2 separate regions of the Mus musculus genome follow, and region 2 is linked to region 1. The links are chromatin contacts, called in public Hi-C maps. All regions are on one chromosome and are shown on one strand. The core of a region is the stretch at or near the end of the contact, and the rest is flanking DNA. Distances in the headings are between cores, read along the strand shown.

The links. Hi-C and Micro-C count contacts between places; a contact is called where the count stands out from the background.
Region 2: a contact with region 1 is called in a Hi-C map of muscle stem cells, with 3 times the contacts expected there. The contact joins two enhancer-like sites. A contact is called at or near these places in 4 of 484 Hi-C or Micro-C datasets (the C2C12 cell line, adipose-derived mesenchymal stem cells, muscle stem cells and 1 more) and 1 of 9 other capture datasets (embryonic stem cells).

What each region holds. Positions count from the first base shown.
Region 1 is chr1:78,530,682-78,533,708 of GRCm38.p6, forward strand. All of the region lies in intron 6 of Mogat1 (monoacylglycerol O-acyltransferase 1), which reads left to right. Among named protein-coding and RNA genes, the nearest start is that of Mogat1, 21 kb to the left of the region's middle. Within about 2 kb of position 1,645, at least 40 of the 459 cell types and tissues checked have an H3K27ac peak or open chromatin away from gene starts, as enhancers often do. A contact at or near this core is called in muscle stem cells, where this site is marked.
Region 2 is chr1:78,863,145-78,866,171 of GRCm38.p6, forward strand. All of the region lies in intron 3 of Gm29536 (predicted gene 29536), which reads right to left. Among named protein-coding and RNA genes, the nearest start is that of Kcne4, 48 kb to the left of the region's middle. Within about 2 kb of position 1,412, at least 30 of the 459 cell types and tissues checked have an H3K27ac peak or open chromatin away from gene starts, as enhancers often do. A contact at or near this core is called in muscle stem cells, where this site is marked.

The sequences.
Region 1 (3,027 bases), core at 395-2,894:
CTCAGGATCTCTGGAAGAGCAGCCAGTGCTCTTAACCGCCATCTCTCCAGCCCGACTTATTTTTTTAGATCCATTTCACTAGGATTTTCTTCATTTCTTCCCTTGCTCTCCTCCTCCCCTTTCTCTTTCATAACAGTCTCACGTAGCCCAGGCTAGCCTGGAACCTAGCTAAGTAGCCAGGTGTTCTTGAACTGCTAATGTTTCTGTTTCCACTGGAACCGCTCCTGCTGTGTTACACGGTGTACATGTACACACATTACATTTTCTGCCATCAGTTTATATGAGCTTTGCTGTTCAGATGTTACTATTTTTAGCTGCCATATTTAACTCAGGTGGGATGTAGGAGTCTGTTGATTAGTTACTACGGGGAACACAGGCACATTTCAGAGTACAACTGCAGTTTCACGATCTGCTGGCTCACTTCTTTGGCTTCATATCAGTTCATCATTTTGGCTCCCTTGTGTAATGCTGTTGATTTGGGGGAGAAATAGAATGGAAATTTTGAGATATGATTTGAGGAGTAAGTTTAATTAGATGCAGTGCATATGCTCCCATATGAAAATAAAGGGCATTCTGTTGAGTTAAAGGATTATAGTTATTACCCCACTGTGTTAATCTTTTTTATTAAACTAGAGTCACTTGCCATCTGACATAGTTAAATTGTGCCTTTCCTGACAGAGCCAGAGTCAAATGCAGTTCCTAAATGTGAGCTAGCTGTCAAGACACTATTATCATCCATACTGTGCACTGGGCTTCGTTTGGAAACTCAGAATAAGGGGACATTCCATTGGCTCCTCCCTCTGCTTCCTCCCAGTGATTCTTAGTCCACAGCAGCTCTGGTGGCCTGTTATTATCTGAAAAATTTAAATGAAGCTAAGAATATGAACATTTCGGGGCTGGAGAAATGGCTCAGCGGTTAAGAGCACCAACTGCTCTTCCAAAGGTCCTGAGTTCAAATCCCAGCAACCACATGGTGGCTCACAACCATCCATAACGAAATCTGATGCCCTCTACTGGAGTGTCTGAAGCTACAGTGTACTTACATATAATAAATCTTAAAAAAAAAAAAAAGAATATGAACATTTCATAAAAGCCCAGCTGTCATAATCTTAGGACAACAGAAAGGGAGTCAAGGATTCCAAACTAAGCATAGGCCCAGGATGCCAATTCCCAGGCAGCTGAGGCAGGAAGATCACGAGTTCAAAGCTGACCTGGGCTGTGGAGTGAGTTCAAGGCCAGCCTGGACATACGCTACCATAGTTAGACTCTATTTAGCTTAGTGGTAGAGGAGTCGCCCAGCATGCGAAAGTCACATTCGGTTCCCAAACCTGCAAGAAGGAAGGCTAGGAAAGAGGAAGAGAACAAAGGAAGAGGGAAACAAGAAAAGGAGGGAGAGAGACTGGCTCTTGGGAGGTATGTCTTAATGGCTGTGGCTCACGAGTCCTGAGCTGTACACAGATTGATATTGACTTTAGGAATCCTTTTCGTGCATCAGGGAGACGGGCTGAAGGCAGTGGTGAGGTTTAAGGTCTGACTCCAAGTGACCAGATGTGTTTCCTTTTCTCTCAGCCTTGGATTTTCCAATTCTGAGAGAGAAGGTAAGCATAACTGGCCCTTCCTCCCTTGGGCGTCTCCAGGGATCACGTGTCATGGCGCACGCGCAGCTGTGCGGGCCCCAGTGCTGGGAAGGCGCAGCAGACGCACAGGACAGCAGCCTTCCTGACCAGCTTGTGAGGGTTCCCAGTGTACTGGGCTTTCCATGAACAGGGATTCCTGCCAGAAGGTTAACCCGGATCAAATCGTGAGGAAATAGACAAATGGCTTATTTAAAAAAAAAAAAAAGACAGTTTGTGGAAGGACCCTGAGGAGGAGACACTCAGAGGCACACAGCTGTTGTGAGCTGGGAAGCAAATGCAACCGTGACGAATGAAGCCCTTGACAGAGCTTGAATGTGGATTATGAAATGTCTCATCATGGCGTGACTCTGTGCGTGATCATGGCGATTCCTAGGACACTTGCCATTCTTAGAAAATAAAATAGGGGTGATTCACACAACTGAGTTAGTGCCATCCATGATCTCACTTCAGATGTTTTGCAGACATAAATAGCATGCCTGACATGGTGGTACATGTCTTCAGTCCCAGCATTTAGGAGGCAGAGGCAGCAAGATTGTTTCACGTTTAAGGCTAATCGGGGCTACATACTAGATCCTGTCTCAAAACAGAACAAATAAATGAACAAACAAACAAAAACCCTAGTAAGAAACTAAGTAGGTAATTTGGCTGGTGGAATGCTTGTCTGGCACGCACAAAGCCAAGATTTGATTCCCAGCATAAAACAGATAGGGTAAATCAATACCTTTAATCCCAGCACTGGGAAGGTAGAAGCAAGAGGATCCAAAGTTCATGGTCGTTCTGTGCTATATAATGACTTCAAGGCCTGCCCAGGCTATAGGAGACCTTGTCTCAAAAAATTATATATATATATATATATATATATATAATTCCTATGTATGCTGATGTACATATGTATACACACACATGCACACACACACACACACACACACACACACACACACACACACATATATATATATATATATATATATATATATACTCTTACACATACAAAGCACACAAGGAATGGTTGCATGTGCTTTTGGCATTCTTTCTAAAAGGATAAAGAAATGTGTTTTATTTTAATGAAACTAATTCCAACCCACAGAAGAGCCAAATAGTCCACTGTGTCTTAAATCATCATATACTAGAGGGGGGAGTACAGGCTGAGGGATTTCTGAAATAGAAGGAAAAGAAAGGGGTGAAATTTAAGTTTTATTTATAAACTTATTTATAAGCAGGAGATTTAAAAAGGAAAGGCTAGTGTCATGAGGTCTCACAGAAGTGGGTTAGGAGACACATTTATATGCTGGGTTCACCAAAGACAAGCAGTTGCGGGAAAGTATCTAAAGTATACGTAGAGACTAAAGCCAGGAAAGCATAATTGTAACATAGTCTGCAAGGGATCTCT
Region 2 (3,027 bases), core at 162-2,661, 330 kb after region 1:
AGCTTCTGCCTACAGCTTATGTTCTGGTTGGTTAGGTGATCCTATTACAGTAGAAGAGTTTCAGTGGTCATTTCCCTTGAGGACCCTGGCCTGACATCCACTGAGGATGGCCTTGGTCTGGCTATGGCTGTTGATTGTCATGTTACAGTCATGATGCCTGGGTGTCGTCTCTTTGGGCTGGGAGAGACTCACTCTCTCCTGGCACCCACAGCTTAGTATCTCCAGGCCAGAAAAGCAGGGCAGAGTTCATGATGGAGTGGTAAGAACTGAGGCAGAGCTCAGGGGATCTTCTTCTAGTCTGGGCTGTCACTAGCTGAAGGACTTCAGCAAGGTCACTCTTCAGCTGCTTCTCAGTTGCCCCTGTGATGAACAATCAGAGCTGGTGCAGCTCTTGTTCCTTTAATCTATTACCATCTCCCTGTAGTGTTTATGAGGTCTCTAGCTTATAGAAGAAAAGGGACAAAAGTTATTTGGCAGTTATTGTATGGTAGGTACTCAGATAGGCTCTTGATGTCGCTGTCACATTTAATTTGTGGAAGATGTCATTCTGGTTTCACAGCTGCATTACCTGAGCCTCCGGGAAGTTAAACCTGTGTTACATCATGGAGCTGTATGTTAGTGAAAAGATTGCCTGTGAAGAGTATCAGGAAGTTCTATTTATGTTGGCCTAAAGAGCATGGTGGGCTGTGAAAAGGGAGAAAGGGGTACAAGGACTTTCTACCTCTCTGGGGCCTTTTGTTCTCTGCTGGTTTGATTGCTAGGTTGTACGTGACAATATGGTTATAGCAGCTCCAGCCCCCACATCACTTCAAGTGACAGAACACCAAGGAGATTCCTCAGATGTGGGACTTCCAGTGTTAAAGCCAGGAAACTCCCAGGCAAACTGTTAACTGGGTCCCCAGCATTGGCTCAGCTTCAAGTCCAGCAGGAAGCAGGATGCTTCCTTGAATAACTCTTGCAAAATGTTCTGACTGGCTTAGAGTTGGCTGTCTTAGAGCAGGTTCGGACATGGAATCAGTTTCTGTGGAAAAGGAGATGCAGGAATGAAGGCTGGCTTAGGCTTAGAGATAGCTTTGCCTGGCCATATGCATAGGACCCTTTTGTCAACATGTGAAACACGATACATATTGACAAAACCAAAACCAACTCGATAAACAAAATACAAAATACTGTGATGAGGAAGGGGTGAGAGAGAGGCTGTGTGGCTGAATAAGGATGCCACACGTTGCTGGAAAGTGGTAGAGGCAACTTCCTGACCCTTGGCTCCTTACTGGGAACCTTGACGAGGTAGATAATTCCAAGAGATGTTATGGTCACTTGCCAGGTGGGGTCAGGAAAGAACACCCAGTGTGGTTAAAGATCAGTCATTCTGACGCAAGAACTTGGGGGAGTTCTTGGCTCTGCGGCCTTTGAATAGAGGACAGATCTGTTTCTTGGCTTCCATGGCCTGGCAGGATTTATGGAGGCTTGAGGACGGGGTGCCTGTGGCATGTGTGGCTGATTCACTAAGTACACCGACTACTACAGAAGTGAGTATAAGCTTTCAGTAGCAGAGAAGCCTGCAGTGGGTAGCAAGGCAGAGCTAAGCCCACTCCTCAAGGAAATAGGGCCTTTGTGCACAGAGAAGGACATTTATCTAGGAAATCTCTCCTGAAGATTTAAAATGCTGCCGTGTGTGCAGTACCAGCTTGGAAATTGCTGGCTGCTAATACTGCCTTTTATTAAACCTTCCAGCAACATTCACTGGAAAGCTACTAGGCTAAAGGAAAGATTATTTTTGGCTCCCCTACTTCCTGTTTTAGGAGAAAATGATATTCCAGAAAGACTTAACCAAGACTGAGAAACTGCTCACATAATCAAAGTGAAGATAGAAGAGAAATTTCACACTGAAAGTTTTATTCCAAAGTGAGACAAAAAAGTGTGAAAGTCGTTATGAGGGTGGCAATAGAAACATACTGTAATCAAGAAAAAATATGCTTTATTTAAAAAGACCTAATGTTCAAGGTACTGTATGTTGGAGAGGATCAGTGTTGAGTTTATCGTCCCCCATATGGGACATTTAGAAGTGTTACTCCTAGGCATGACTCAATATATGCTTACCCCAAGATTTCCTTGTATCAAACCCCCTAGAAACCCAAATGAAGTTCTATAGAAATTCACTGCGGTCTGTTTTTCTTTCTCTGCCTTCTCTATTCTTCTTGTCACGGTGCCTTGGTTTCTTCTTCCATTATCGTCCTTACTGTTTCCTTTTTCCAATTTACCCAGAATCCGAGGGACTGAAGTCCAGGATTACCACGGGAGCAAAGCCTGACCACTGTCAACACAGACAACTTTAGCATAAGCACCTTAATTGAGTTTTTAGTTTGTGACTGAAATAGAATGGGTTTCTGGTGAGTTGATCAGAGGCAGAAGACAACACAGGCAGAAAAAAAAAAGAAGAAAAAAAATCCTGAAGAGGGGAACAGAATAAAGAACATGCTGTTTGTTTCAAAACTGCCCTTTTAGGGTTAAAACAGAGGGGACTTCCTTACTGTCTTGATTGGAATCTTCTAATTTCCTGGAAAATGGACCTATATCAAAACTAAGTTGGACTCTGTAACCCATTATAAAGTGATTCCATTCTCGTTTGATCTGGTCTGCTGGGGTCCATGAGTCTTTCCCATACTTCAGCACTATTAAGAGTCCCTGTGATGGCCCTGCAGATCATCATATGATGACCATATGGTCATATGACCAAACTCAGGCTAGCGGAAACCATTCTGAGCCTTTCACCTAGATACTGGGGAAATGTACCTGGATTCTGCTCAGAATGTGCAACTGCGGAGGCTGAAGGGCATCTTTATTTACATAAATCTTAACACGGCAGATGGTGTGTAGAGCTTGCACGTACCAGTGTTGTTAAAACCAGGACTTGGCAGTGGCTGAAGTGGGTTGATATTATTATGAGCCAGTAACTCCCCATATTGTTTAAGCCTCGTCAATGGGGTTTGGGTTGCTTACAAAGAAAATCTAACCCAAACCACGATG